2 separate regions of the Sus scrofa genome follow, and region 2 is linked to region 1. Evidence: chromatin contacts called from public Hi-C data. All regions are on one chromosome and are shown on one strand. The core of a region is the stretch at or near the end of the contact, and the rest is flanking DNA. Distances in the headings are between cores, read along the strand shown. Region 1 overlaps GSE1 (genetic suppressor element 1). Region 2 overlaps GSE1 (genetic suppressor element 1).

Region 1 (7,200 bases), core at 3,812-6,311:
GTAATGCAGATTCTCAGGCCCCACCCCAGACCTGCTGAGTGGGGACCCCGGGGCTGGGGCCGGCCATCTGTGTCTGAAGGAGCACCCCCACAGGATTCTGACGCTCGCGCAAGGTAGAGAACCACTGCTCCAGATCTTGACAGGGTCGGGGTGGGGTGGGGTCCACCCAGGTGTACACCTACATAAAAATCCCGCCAACCATACGGGTAAGATGAGTGCCCTCCACCAACACGTCACGCCAGGCTGTGCCCTGGACACTGGAGCCAGCACCCCTGGGGTGCCAGCCAGGTGTCTGTACTCTGTAAAACTCTCCCGCAGGTGCCGCAGAGCCGCAGTGACAGCTGCTGTGTGGCTGCTGCTGGCCCACCAGGCTCTCCCGCCTCCTCCCGGGCCTGGCCCAGCTTTCCAGGTGCAGTGGAAATACGGCAGGGGGCACAGCCATCTAACCTGAGCCTCCCTCAGCTGTCCTCCCGGGGCAGGGTCTCCTGGGTCTGCCGAGCTGGGCGACCTCAGGCAGGTTGCTTGACCTCTCTGTACAGCTTCTCCCCCCGTCTGTGAAGTGGGGATTAGGACCATACAGAACGCACCCCCTGCATCCTAACAATTATCATCAATGATTATCACGGCTCATCTTTTTATCTGTGCGTCTTATTGCTCCAGAGTACCGCGAGGGGCTGGATTTTATCCTGCTTCTTCACCTGCCAAACAGGCTTCGTGTGCCACGAGGTTGTGAAATTAAACGAGTTAACATGCGAAGCTCCCAGCCCGGCACCTGGTACCGCTGTGAGGCTCAGAAAGTGCTAGATGTTGTTAGGATGCTGCTCTGCAGCTGGCACAGAGCTGGGAGCAGGCTGAGCCCCTAATCGACTCACGGAGGACTGGGGAAAGAAGAGACAGAAGAGTGAATGAAACCCACTGATGTTCGCTCGCTGCGCAGCTTTCACTGCGTACCTGCCGGGTGTCAGCGGCTTCGCAGCCCTGGGAATAGCGCCTCGCGTGGAACAAGTCCCCGGTGGGGCTGAGCGTCCAGCAGGGAGACAGGTGGTAAATAAACACACACATCCATGTGTATGCCAGCTGTGATGCCAAGCTCTGGAGGAGGACAGCAGAGTAGGTGGATGGGGCCCCACGGGAGGGCAGGAGCGAGGGCAGAGGCCAGCTATGAATCATGCGGATCCATGTGACTGGGAAGGGGCTGTGGAAGCAGCACATGCAAAGGCCCTGGGGCACATCTGAGGGCCAGGGAGGAGGCCTGTGTGGCTGGGCGAGTGGGAGGGCACGGGACTGGGAGATACTCCGGCTGGGGGTGTGGGACAGATCGGCCCAGGCCTGGAGGCCAGAGTGAGGACTCTGGCTTTGCCCCAGTGATGGGGGGGCCATGGAAGGTCCTGAGCAAGGGGGGCCAGGACGTTACCTCCTTAGCAGATCCACACTTGTCTCATGGAGCAAGCTGCCCTCTGCCCACCCGCTGCTGCCGGAGCCCCTCAGGCTATACGCAGTGTCCTGGGTGCTTCCTGGAGGGACTGTTTCTCGGCAGCAGTTTGGCCCTGTCCCCTGGGGAGTTCCCTGTGCTCTGGGTGTGCTGGACACACACCTGTGACACCACAAGACGGTGTCTGGCTTAGCGGCGCATCCCTTGGGGGATGCTGTGTCTCTGCCTTGTGTCTCCGTGTGTTCAGCTCTGCGTGTTTCATGGGGTGTGCGTATTGCAGGAACATAGGTGACCACGAGTGTCTGCTGCTCCCACGTGTGTTTTCAGAAGTTACGCAGTGAGTGGGGGGTGTGTGTACTTGGATCCTGTGGTGCATCCTGCGTGTGCGTGGGCTTCGAGCTGCGGGTGTGTTACGTCCATACACAGAGACAGCATGTGCTGAGCCATTCCCATTGCAAGGTCATAGGTTGGGGGTAGCTGGGGTGGACAGCCACACGGCTCCATTTCCCAGGTGAGCAAACGGAGGCTCCAAGGTCACTCAACAATGAGAGGGGCAGTCAGGATTCAAACCAGGGTCTGTGGGACATACGGCAGCCCATGTTCTGTCCCGCCCTCCCTGGTCTCTTCTTCAAGCGCTTCTCACTAGAAAACCAAAGATGAGAAATCTTTGAGCCGCCGGAAGTGGGCTAAAGCCAGAGTTAAGTCAGCACACTTAATGGTGTCTGCACATGCCTCCAGTCAAGGGGATATCTTTCTGTTGTTTGTTCATTCATCCATCCATCCATCCATCCATCCATCCTCCCATCCGTCCATCCGTCCATCCGTCTCCAACAAATTCATAGAAAGTGGTGAGTAAACACGTAGATTCTGGAACAGGACTGTGTGAAGAGTGAATCCTGCTGGCTGGCTAAGCAACTATGGGCAGGTAACCTCACCTCCGCAGGCCTCACTGTCCTAGGGATAAGAAGGGACAGAGCTGGAAGATGTCTCTAAGATATTAGCCGGAGGAGGCTGCAGTATAGCAAGTTCAGATTCCTACTCGCCTCCGTCTTGCTGTGGATTCTTGGCCACGGTCAAAGTTACTTCACTGCTCAGCCTCAATCTCTCCAACTGTCGTTTGGGAACAAAGGCCGGGGGGATAAGCTTGCCCAGCACTGCTTGATACACGGGGGCAGAATGGTTTTAGGAAGGTGGGAAGGGGAGGCTGGCCTGGCTGGCTGTGGTGGCCATGTACGGTGACTTTACTGTCCCTTGTCCCTGCACTGCCTCCACAGGAAGACACCCCATCCCTCCGCCCCATGAGATTCGCTTTGCACCAGAGATTCCCTCTCCCCACATCCCGGCACCAGCCCAGCCTCACCCCCTCCTCCGAGGTCTGGCTCCCAGCTCCATGGGCCCCTGCTCTGCCAAGCTTCCACCTTCCAGCAGCCCCAACCTCTTCCTGGACTCCGGGGGCGATCTCTCTGGGTCCTGTGTGTCCCCTTTTGCCCTTTCAGTCCTCCAGCACCTGTTTCGCCAAGGCCCTGTATTAAATCCTCTCTGCCGAAATACCTCCTGTGGTTTCTCTTTCCTGGCTGGCCCCCAACTGAGATAACAGAACAGGCAGCTGTTCGACAGCTGTGACAACACCATGGGAGCAGCCAGGGACGTGGGGAGGGCTGATGGGAGCCCTGGGCTCGAGGGTGGGGTCCCCAGCCCAGACCTGCCCCCCCCAGTATGCTCCCTGCCCAGCTCCCTGCCTACCCCCCTTTCCTCCAGGAAGAAAGCCCCCCTCCAGCTGCCTGTACGAGAGGCAGAGGCTCTGCCTACAACCCGAGGAGGCCCTTGACACGTGTTAAAATAAATATTCTGCAAATACGATGTTCCATATGTATGACTTAGTGGGGTGATGATTCTTCTACTGATCGCCCTAAGTGACAGCTGTGCGGGGAGCGCTGGAAACGTGGGCTCGGCGGCCTCGCCGTGCCACGCGGCAGGGTGGTGACGGGGTGCCATGGCGCAGGAGCATCTGGCGACTCGGGACACGCGAGGAGCCCGGCGCCTGTCTGCACTCTGTGCAGGCGCATTAGCTATTCCGAGGGGCGGATGGAGCAGGTGTTCCCGAGCAGCCTGTGCGTGATAATTACTTTTAGATTGTTTTAAAGTATTTAAGCAAGATCCAGGAGGCTGCGAGGGAGGCGGGGACGCGGGCGGTGGGCCACCCCCCACCCCCGCCCCTGGGGCCAGCCTCCTGGATTTGCACAGGTTGGAGAGGCCTGGACTGCGTGACACAAGTGGGTCCCACCGGCTGGCGGGTCAACGTGCAGCTTGTAGCAACTAGTCCAGCTGGGCCGGTTGTTACAATATTGACACACTTCCATCCTGCGGCTCCAGGTCCCAGCAAGCTGCTTCCAGAAGGCCTGGCCTCTGGCCAGGAAACCGCCCGCCTCCCCGTGCCCCAGGACGAAAGGCGGGCGGGGGCAGGACAGGTGAAGCACCTTGGGCATTGATGCTGATGGTGCATCAGCTCAAGCTCCATTTCCCACAAGCACACTTGGGCCCTGCACTGTGACAGCAGGGGACCGGGTCCCTAGCTCCCACCCCTGTGCACCTCGCAGAGGACACGCAGAGGAGCTGAACGGGGGCCACTGTGAACAGTGAACGGATAAGTGAGAGAGCGAAGGGAGAAATGGGGACGGCTGTTATTAGGGAGACACGAGCTGGGCTTCTGGCTCCTTCAGAGACCCCGGAATATTCTCTGTCTGAACCAGCAACGTGTCCACGCTCTGAGGCACTTTGCAGGGGGCTCCAGGCTCTCAGGCTGGACAGTGATTAGAGCAGGAAGCGCTGCTCCGGAAGCGTCCCCAGGTCAGTGCCCCGAGCGGGGAGCAGGCACCTGGGGAAGAGCTTTGCAGGCAGAGGGAAGGGGTGGAGCAAAGTGGGGGGAGGCATGGAAAGACAGACAGACAGACGTACATTCTCACCACAGCTCTGTCGGTGGGATGGAGGAAAGATGCCGCCCCAGCCCCTCCTGGCACTGAGCCCCCGCCTCGATCTTTCTCTTTGGTCCAAGCCCCTCGCAACCCCAGCCCACCACTGAATCAGCTGCTCAGGACATGCAGTGTTCAAGGCATAGGGTCCCCCATGAGGCTGTCCAGAAGTCCGGCAGCTCCAGATTGATTAAATGGGAATCCTGGCAGGTGGGACTCTGCCCAGGGGTGATTTCAGAAATGCCCCCAGGGGTCTAAGGCACAGAAGCAGAAGGTGACCACACCCTAGGAGCAGTGAGCCAGGCTTGGAGCCTTTGGGCAGTGGGGGGGCCCGGCTGGGCACATCCCCCACCCTGGGGACTGACCTCAGCACTGGGCCTATAGACTTGGGAGCCCGGGAGGACAAAAGCCCAGTTTTGCGTCATAGAGGATGTCCACGCAGGGTTGGAAATGGCCCCCCAGACAGGCTGGGCCTTTGCCCTTTTCTCCAGAAAAGGGTCCCTCCTGGCCATTTCCAGCCCAAGGGGCATCCACACTCAGAGGCAGGTCAGGTGATCGGGATTCTGGGTCCTGGGTAACTGACTCTGCCCCCCTACCCCTTGCCCTCTGCAGTGTTTGCCCAGGCAGCGCCTAGGGCCAGCCGCACCTGAATGCCCCCTTGGGCAGAGATCAGAGGGCCAGGAGCTGGGAGCAGTGGTGTTTACAGCTGCTATTTAAAATGCAGGCAAGTTCAATATTAGCTCAGGGTTTATGCAATCTGTTGCTAAGATAAAGCAGCTAAGAGGGTAAGCGGGCCACCCTGCCCTGCCAGAGCCCAGGCCTGCAGGCTCCAGCAGCCCCTCCTACAAAGCCCTCTTGCCAGGGTCCACCGAGCCCAACCCCAGGGCAGCTGTGCTCCCACCACAGGGGAACCTGTTTGTTCCTTCCCCCCAACTCAGCAAGGACGGTGGAGCCCTGAATGGCCTCTGAGGCCCTGTATGACCCACCCCACTCCTTCCTCCACGCCCTTGACTCCCCAGCTCCAGCCTCCAATGCGCCCGAGCATGTGCCCACCTCAGGGCCTTTGCACCTGCAGGCTGGAAGTTCACCTCCTGCAACCAGAGCCCCCACTTGTCTCCCCTTCCTCCCCTCCTCTGCTTCAACTGTTTCTACAGATTTTCTCACACCCTGCCAGTTTTATTTTTGCTTGCTTTTTAGGGTCACACCCACAGCATATGGAAGTTCCCAGGCCAGGGCTCGAATTGGAGCTGCAGCTGCCAGTTTACAGCACAGCCACAGCCACGCGGGATCCAAGCTGCATCTGGGACCTACTCAACAGCTCACAGTGACACCGGATCCTCAACCCACTGAGCGGGACCCAGGGATCGAACCTGCGTTCTCATGGATAACAACTGGGTTCATAATGCGCTGAGCCACGCCGAGAACTGCCTTGTGTAACACATCTGAGCACGTTTATGTTCTATCCACGCGCCCGTGAGGGCAGGGACCCTGTCTGCCCCTTGGGGGCATGAACAGCGCCAGCCCCAGAGCAGCGGCTCAGTAAACACTCGTGCGATGGCCTGGACTCCCAGCCCAGTGCTCCACCCACCCCTCCCCCACGGCCCCTGCCCCCAGGCCTCCTGGCAGGAAGCTGACACCCCTCATTGAGTGGCTCTGTGGGGCACCCCCGCTCCCTCTTGAGAAGCCTCTTACTGCCAGTCTTGCCTGGAGCCTCCGTGCGGGCGCGTGGGAGGATCCTGAGAGCCGCCCAGCAGGATTCATCTTTTATTCATGCTGATAATGTAACCGGGATGGCGTCTGGTGCAAAGTCACTTAACCCATTAGAAGATGCTTCTGCGGCGGCGGCGGTGGCGGCGGCGCAGCCCCGGACAAGGGAGGTGGGGGCCGAGTGGGCACAGGGGTCGGCAGATGGGTCATCCTCAGAAAAAGCAATGGCCGGTTCTGTGCACCTGCCAAGACCAGCCTGGAAGGGAGCCTCCGGGTGTTCAGCAAAGAGGTCCCAGAATAGCGACAAACACCTGCCTGAGGCGGGGGTGAGGACGGAGCGGGTGCGGAGAGGAACAGGGGGTGCCAGTGGCCCAGAGGAGGCGTCAGGGAGTGTCGACCGTTACTGGTTCTTTTAGGAAGAAAGCCCTCAAGTCAGAGGACCTGGGAGGCCGCTCTCAAAGGAAATATTAGGGATGGGAATCCACTTCTATCGCTCTCCTGCTCTGAAGAAGCAGGTGGGATAAAAAGTGACGCACTCTCACCAACACACACACACACAGATGGAGACCATTCCCCAGCTGTCGGGATGTTTGTTGAATGAATAAGCGATGACCTAGCTGGGGGGCCACTGTTGGAGGCCGGGCTCTGCATCTTGCTGTCTTGGAGACATGGGTCTCAGGGTCACGGCTACACTGTGGGGGCTTCGCACCCCCCCCCCGCCGCTGTCACAGGTGAGGATTAAATGAAATACTACAGAGAGCTCATCGAGAGGCGGCTGTGCCTCCTCAGGCCGGGCTCTGCCCCTCTCTGTGCTTCAGCTTGCTCCTCATTCAACGAGGGGCTGTGCTCTTTCGTGGGACAGGTGTGGCCCCGTGGGAAGCAGGAGGCCTTCCATCCCTCTCATCCCATGAGCTGGGACCAAGGCCAGACTGACCCCCGGACACTTCTGTCCTGGGCCCAGGCTGCTGGGGGACCGTGTTCAGGAGAGCCCAGGGCCTCTGTCCACACACCCAACTATCCTGCTTCCCTTCCAGATTTTATTTCACCAACACTTCTCTGCCCTGCTGGGCGGTGTTCAAACACTCTGCAGAT
Region 2 (7,855 bases), core at 3,518-6,017, 77 kb after region 1:
CCAGGGTGTGCCCTGCAGGGCCCAGAGAGGGGCCTGCTCCCCGAGAAGGAATATTCTAGAACACGGGGGGTTTATTTCTCTGAAACTAAATGGATCCGCCTCGGGGTTCTGGAAGGAGGCGGAGGCACCTCCCACCCCATTTTGTGCGGCAGTTCCCTCCTCCCCTTGCTTCTGAATAGCCCGCCCGTCCGCCCAGAGCTTGAAAGGCGTTTGGAGTGTTTAGGCGGGAGAGGAGAGGCCTCTGCTGGCTTCCTTTGTTGGGAAAGGGCCCCCGCTGGGCCTTTATCTGGCTCTGCCGGCTCTTCCTGCAGCTGCTGAGACACCTCCGGCAGGAGGCTCAGGAAGCCCGCCCGCCAGGCCTCCCGTCCCTGCTGGGGTGGGGTGGGTGGGTGGGGGGTCCAGCCAGGCCAGCACCTCCGGCCCCTCCACTCCCGGGGCGGGCAAGGGGCTCAGTTTGGAAGCGGATGGGTCTGCCGGGTCTGGCCACCCCGGGTCCCCTGGCCTGGCAGGACCTGAGCTCCCTGGCATCCGTCAGGCTGGGGCAGGGTACCAAGCAGTCATTGAGCACCGGCTGCATGCAGCACCGGCCAGGTCACTGTGGGAGAGCGACGGGCAGGTCCGAGGGGCCGGCTGGGCCCTGGCCTGGGGGTCTGCTGGATTCAGGTGGCCCGGTCGTCTGAGCTGGGCACTGGGGGAGGGGCGGGGGTCCTGCCGCAAAGACGGCGGGGCCCCCTCCTCCCAGGAGCTGGCGGGCGAGCAGGAGAGAGGCCATCCCTCCGCACACCCTGATAAGCGCCAGGGAACCGGGACGGCCTGCCCGCCTCTCCGCCCCTCAGCTTCCCCCCGCTCCCCGGCCCCGTGCAGTGGGCTGTGGGGTGCAGGCCCGGTGACCTGTGAGCACCCTTCCAGCCCTGACCCTCCGGGCTGCGAGGACAGATGATATTTCCCAAAATGGGCCGCACTGCTCCCTCCCAGGCCACACGCGCGTCCAGATCGTTCCAGCTTGGCCCCCTCCTTGACGCTGGAAGGGGCAGGGGCATTGTGAGACCGGCCCTGATGGAGTCAGGGAAGTGGATGCCAGGGGGCCAAGGAGGCCTGGTCATGAGGGTGGTACAGCTTCTGCCCGGCTCTGCCTCAGGACCCTTGGTCTTAGGACCCAGCCACCCTGCTGTGCTGGGGTTGGGGAGGGCACACCGCCACACTCCCAGCCCTGCCACTGCCCGGGCCACCAGCCCTGTGGGCATGAGGGTGCCGTCTGGGAGGTGCATCCTCCAGCCCTAGTCCAGATGCGAAAGCTTGGGGAGCAGAGACGGGTCCCCCCTGCCCAGCCTCACCCGAATTGTCCATCTGTCAGCCAAAGCGGTGGTTTCCTGCTCCCGACTTCGGGGTGTCTGGTCACACAGCTGTCACCCAGATGACCGGGAGAAACCGTCCCCTGACGGGGAGCCCAGAGCACTTAGCACGTGCCCACAAATACTAGTTAATATGAGTAAATACTAGTTAGACTGACGCTAAAACATGAGTTAAACTCAGACAGGAAGTGCTTCCTAAGGGCCAGGCACTGTTCGAAGCATTTTCATTTTCCAGATTAAGAAACTGAAGCACAGAGAGGGAAAGGAACCCTCCTAAGGTCACACAGCCAGAAAGTGGGGGGAGCTGGGATCTGAACCAGGCCAGTGGCTCCAGAGTCTTCCCCTCTAACCTTTAGGTTTTACGGCCCCTCCCCAAGGGTTGGGAGGATCCCAGGTCTGGGAAAAGCCAGAATTTCCTGATGCCAGAAAAACCTGTTCTTTCCACTGAAGTGATGTTACGTGCCAACTGTCAGGCCATTTTTCTGTCCTTGTCCACTTTCTCATGTGAACATATGCTAAAAAGGCAAGTATTAAATATCCTTTCCCACATCACAGGACCCAGGTTTTGCTCAAAAAAACATGATTGTGAGATGAACAACTCAGAGGGACAGTCATAAGCCTCCAGAGGTCAGAGAGGTCTGGGACATAAAGAACGAAAAGGGTGCAGTCCAGGCCCAAAGCTTGCTCTTGCCACGGAGCCTTCTTTAAAAAACAGAGATACAGGAGTTCCCGTCGTGGCGCAGTGGTTAACGAATCCGACGAGGAACCATGAGATTTCGGGTTCCATCCCTGGCCTTGCTCAGTGGGTTAAGGATCCGGCGTTGCCGTGAGCTGTGGTGTAGTGTGCGGATGCGGCTCGGATTCCACGTTGCCATGGCTGTGGTGTAGGCCCGTGGCTACAGCTCCAATTCGACCCCTAGCCTGGGAACCACCATATGCCATGGGAGCAGACCTAGAAAAGGCAAAAAGACACACATACACACACAGAACAAAAACAAAAAACAGAGATACACCTGGGCATATACCTGCACAAAACCATAATTCAAAAAGATAAACACACACCTGTGTTCGTAGCAGCACTATTCACAACAGCCAAGGCACAGAAACCACCACAATGTCCATTGAGGAAAAGCTGTAAATGGGGTTGTGATGATCACTGAACAGCCATAAATGTAATAAAATTTACTGAGTTAAAAAAAATGTCCATTGACACACGAATGGACTAAGAAGATGTGGTATATCTATACAATGGAATACTACTCAGCCATAAAAAGGAACGAAATAATTGCACTTGCAACAACACGGATGCAACCAGAGATTCTCATACTACGTGAAGTCAGAAAGAGAAAGGCAAGTACCACATGATATCACTTACATGCAGAATCTAAAATACAGCACAAGTGGACCTAGCTACAAAACAGAAACATGCGTTCCCTTTGGGGCTCAGCAGTTAACGAACCCAACGAGGATCCATGAGGAGGCGGGTTCCATCCCTGGCCTCACTCCGTGGGTTAAGGATCCGGCGTGGCCGTGAGTTGCGGTGTAGGTCACAGATGCGGCTCAGATCCGGCGTGGTTGTGGCTGTGGTAGAGGCCGGCGGCCGTAGCTCCGATTCGACCCCGAGCCTGGGAACTTCCGTGTGCCACAGGTGTGGCTCCAAAAAGCAAAAGCAAACAAACAAAAAAATGAAACAGACTCACAGACATAGAGAACAGACGTGCAGATGCCAAGCGGGAGGGGGCTGGGGGAGGATGGAGTGGGAGGTTGGGGTTGGCAGATGTGACCTATGATAAACCGAACAGATAAATGACCAGGTCCCACTGCAGAGTCAATATCCTGTGATAAACCATAATGGAACAGAAGACGAAAAGAGAGTGTTTATAAAACTGAAATCAGTTGGCCGTACCGCGGAAATTAACACAACAGTATAAACCCACTAGACTTCAATTGAAAAATAAATCAAATACAGTTTATGGGGAAAAAAACAGACCCACGACTTACATGTCACACAATGCAGCATTTTGAAGCACACAACCCGGGGACGGTTAGTGTATTACGATGCCGATGCCGTGTGCCCCTCACCACTCGCGAATCCCAGAGCGCGTTCAGTACCCCAAACAACACCCCGTCCCCCGAAGTCGTTCCTCCCCCCAGATCCCAGGCAAACACTCGTCCACTGTCTGTCTCTATTCTGGACATTTCACTCGCATAAAATCATAACAGTATGCAGCCCTGTCCAGCTGCGTGGCTTCAAGGTGCATCCTCCACGCTAGGGCATGTATCAGTGGTTGGCTTCTTTTCATGGCTAAATAATATTCCATCGCATGGATGGGCCACATTTGGCTTAGCCGTCATCCGTGGAGAGACGCTTGGGCTGTTGCCACTTTGTGTTTACGTAACGGGTGCCGACGTGAGCTGCGGTGGACACGTGGTTATGGGCATCTGTGTCTTCAGGTCGCGTGGGCATCTACCTGGGAGTGGCACGGCAGGGTCCTGCAGGGACCCGAGGTTTGCTTGTTTGGGGAACCGGCAACCCGTTTCCGCAGCAGCAGAAGCATTTTCCAGCACCCCCTGCAGCGAGTGATGGTTCAGATCCACCTGCCGGCTGACACTTGCTATCAGACTGTCTTTTGGACTCCAGCCCTGCAGGGGCAGGTCACAGAAAACTTTCCTGGACTCAGGACAGATTTGGGGTCAAGGCTTTATTGGACATGGAAGCTGGGTGGCCCTTGGCCAGGTGACCAGCCTCTCTGTGCCGCGTTATCTCACAAGGCACATGAGAGGCAAGCATGTGACACACGCACCGACAACACAGGCGGGGGGCCCAGCACGAGACGAAAACGGGGGGCCCTCATTCAGCAACGAGGGCAAACGTCAGGACAGCGAACGCATGACACCGCGTGGGGGTGTCACCGCAGAGCTGGCCCTGGACACGTGGTCAGGGCTGCGGCCCTCTGTTCAGCCTGGCAGGTGTCAGGGAGGAGGGGACCCACCGGGCGGTGCCCTGGGAGTTCTGGCAGGTTCCGGCCACAAAGGCCTGTGGATCGGGGTCCCCTTACCCGTCTTGTGTACACACGTCTCCTCGCCGTCGTCCTCCCTCCCAGAACCCTGCCTCTGCAAAGGTCCCTTCCTTCTAGAAGGGACTCAACGTCACAGCCTCCTCGGTATCTCACTTTCACAACTCTAGTTGGCCAGCCACTCCACCTCTGACCTCTCACCTTTCACCCTTTCTAAGGGCGGCTGAAGTGGGCAGGGACAGTGGATCTAATCCCGCTATCACGTGGTCACCAGAAGGTTTCCGAAAATGCCGAGCCTTTGGCACGGAACGCTGGCTCCCAGCCCATGTCTCCTGCTCAGAGAGGGCACAGAAGTCCTGTGGGCCCGTGTGGCCCCATGTCTGGCTTGGAGTCTGTGGCCTCAGCATCCCAGGGCCACCTGAGATCAGCTCCCGGGCCATCTGTAAGGTTCTGTCTCCGCTGGGGCCACAAATGCTCAGACGCAGCCGAGCCACCTGCCTGGGGCGGGGCTGTTTGCCCTTCGGGGCTATTGCAGGAGGCTGGAGGCAGGGCACGAACACCCCGAGCTTCGGCCCAGCCCCACCCAGGCCAGCCGCATGGGCCCCTGGGGTCGTCGGAGCCTCAGTCCCTGAGCGTAAAGTGGAGACAACAGCCCCCCCGACAACCCGGCAGAGCCGTCGGGGCTGGAGCGGTGTCCTCAGAGCTTGGGGCCCACCCGGCAGCCCCCATGGGTGTCAGCTGCTGGCACAGTGGCAGGATAAACAGCTGCTGGTCATCACCTGTGGCAAATGCACATCTGACTAGGTTTATGCATTTATTTATCTTTGCAATAGGGTTCGGAAGGGCAAGCACGGCGGCCAGTTACATTTCCAGAAGGCTCAGGGAGGTTTCTCTGCTCTGGGTGGGCTGCCCCTCTGCCCCACGCCCCCTGCTTTGAAGGCGCCGACCCGTCAGAAGCTAGGAGACAGGGACTGGCCATCGGGGATGGCAGAGGACACCCTCTTTCCTGGAACCCGTGCCACGTGACACTGGGCTGGCCTCTGGCAGAAGCCGATGTTGAACTTGGCAAGGGACACTGTGCTCCGGGCGATGGGCGGGTCCAGACGACCCAGCCCTCCTGACCTGCACGTGGCTGGAGCCAGGGCCCCAGGTGCCTTCCCACGAAGCCAAGTGCCAGCCCTGGGCAATGGTCCCCACAGCTGCCCAGGGACGGCACAGCCAAGGTCAGGCCTGGTGTGGGGACAACGGCCTGGGTCAGAGAGCAGATTCCAGTTCTGGCTCGACCCCGAGTGACTCAGGCATGGCCCTGACCTCTCCCCAAGCCACAGCGTCCTCATCAGTGAACTGGGGCTGCTCATCTAAGCTTGGAAATTCAATCGGTTACAGGAGGCCAGATGCCCCCCCCCCCGGCCTCCTTTCCAATAGGAAATAGATAAAATGGATAAAAGCGCAGGCCTTGGTGGTGGGGAGTGGGGAGTGTGGCACCGAGCTTTCCCTTCCCCTCCCTTTCTGTTTTTTTTAATCTTTTTAGGGCCATACCCGCGGCATATGGAGGTTTGCAGGCTAGGGGTCGAATCAGAGCTACAGCTGCTGGCCTACACCACAGCCACAGCCATGCAGGATCCGAGCTGCATCTGTGACCTACGCCACAGCTCATGGCAACACCAGAGCTTCACCAGCACACACTGAGGCTACAGGTTAGCTGAGCACCTACTATGTGCCACGAACTATTCTAAGGGCTGGGGACCCAGCTGTGAGCAAGTCAGACCATGTCCCTGTCTACCAGGCTCCTAGAGGCAGCAAGACCAAAAACAAACCTATGACGTGCAGGGGGTGGCAGCGGAGCGGCCTGAAGGAAAGTTGAAGCACAGAGGAGGGTTAAGCCTGAGGGGGTGTGACTCCGGGGAGGCCCCCACGAGGATGCCCAGGAGGGAAGCGTGGAGGGAATTCTGAGCACTTTCTAGGCAGAAGGACCAACAGGTGCAAAGGCCCTGGGGCAGAGGTGCTGTTGTGGCTCAGCGGTAATGACCCAACGAGGAGCCATGAGGATGCGGGTTCGATCCCTAGCCTCACTCAGTGGGTCGGGCATCCAGTGTTGCCGTGGTGTAGGTCAAAGACACTGCTGGGGTCTGGGGCGGCTGTGGCTGCGGCTGTGGTGCAGGCTGGCAGCTGTAGCTCTGATTTGAACCTGCAGCCTGAGAACCTCCATATGCCGCAGCCCACAGGGGGTGGGGGGTAGAAGGGAGGCAGGAGAGCCGAGGGCTCAGATCACACCCTGGCAGGCCGAGCGCGCCGGGCTGAACCGCATCGCCCCCAGTTCAAGCCTCCCCCGCCCCCGGGATCTCCGCACGCGGCCTTATTGGCGCCTGTGTCTTTGCAGGTGCACATTTGTTAGCAGGGAGTCACACCTGATGGGGGTGGGCCTTCAATCCAGCAAAAGGTTTTTTATAAAAAGGAGAGAGGATACCGGCACGGAGCGGAAAGCCAGCCAAAGACAGAGGCAGGGGTTGGAGGGAGGCGGCCACAAGCCAAGGACACGTGGAGCCACAGGGGCTGGAAGAGGCTGGATGGACCCCACGGGACGGATCCCATCCCCGCCCCAAGCCCTGCCCACACCTTGATTTTGGACTTGATTTTGGCTTCCAGATGGTGAGAGAACAGATGCCTGCTGTCTAGGCCCCCAGTGGTGGCCGTTTCTAACGGCAGCCCCAGGACACCAAACACCAGGGAGGGACTTGGGTTTTATGTGCGGTGAGATGGGATCCACACGGACAGTGGGTGGGGGGTGGCAGGCTTGGCCTGACGTGCCTGGCATTTTACAGGGCCGGTCACTCCCCATCACCCAGCAGACCAAGCTTCTTGATGCAGGGGGCGCTAAGGGGCGCAGCATTCTGGGGAAGAGAAAGAAAAACCACTCGTGCCCTGTGGTCACCCGAGAGCCCTCAGGCGACACATCCAAGCCACCCACGTCTCAAGGGCCCGCTCCCTCCCCAGGCAGGCGCCTCCTGCGCCCCCAGCCCCAGGAACAGCAGCCAAATGGATGCACTGCCCCCACCGCACCCCGGCTCTCCCCGTGACCCTATTTAAAGCCCCCGAGCCAGAGTTTTCCCTCTGAAAAGCCAGAACCCATCATTAGGCATCTGAGAAGCTGTAATTTTTGTTTTTAAGGGAACACGGCCCTGACGGAGAGATGAGTCAGCTGGGTAGGTCGGCTACGCAGTCTGAGGATCCAGAGTCCTGAGAGGAGGTGACCAGGACAGGGACGGCAGAAAGGTCCCCCGGCATTGACCTGTGTCTGCCAGGCACTGTGCCGGCTGTGCCCACAAACGCAGCCTCGATTCAGCTCGACACTATTTTCCTGAGTGTGTACAGTTTATGAGAAGCTCTTCGAGGAAGGGGAAGAGAAGGTCAAAGCTGGTCTGGAACAGCAGAGCTCCAGGTGGAACAGACAGGACCTGAGAGGTCACAGGGACACTCGGGGGCAAT

What was found. A called contact is a pair of places that touch in the nucleus more often than the background predicts.
Region 2: a Hi-C map of liver shows a contact between it and region 1, with 6 times the contacts expected there. The contact joins two enhancer-like sites. A contact is called at or near these places in 1 of 5 promoter capture datasets (liver) and 5 of 47 Hi-C or Micro-C datasets (embryonic fibroblasts and liver).

What each region holds. Positions count from the first base shown.
Region 1 is chr6:3,449,155-3,456,354 of Sscrofa11.1, forward strand. All of the region lies in intron 2 of GSE1 (genetic suppressor element 1), which reads right to left. Among named protein-coding and RNA genes, the nearest start is that of GSE1, 200 kb to the right of the region's middle. Within about 2 kb of position 5,062, at least 4 of the 83 cell types and tissues checked have an H3K27ac peak or open chromatin away from gene starts, as enhancers often do. A contact at or near this core is called in liver, where this site is marked.
Region 2 is chr6:3,526,099-3,533,953 of Sscrofa11.1, forward strand. The region is part of intron 1 of GSE1 (genetic suppressor element 1); the gene reads right to left. Among named protein-coding and RNA genes, the nearest start is that of GSE1, 130 kb to the right of the region's middle. Within about 2 kb of position 4,768, at least 8 of the 83 cell types and tissues checked have an H3K27ac peak or open chromatin away from gene starts, as enhancers often do. A contact at or near this core is called in liver, where this site is marked.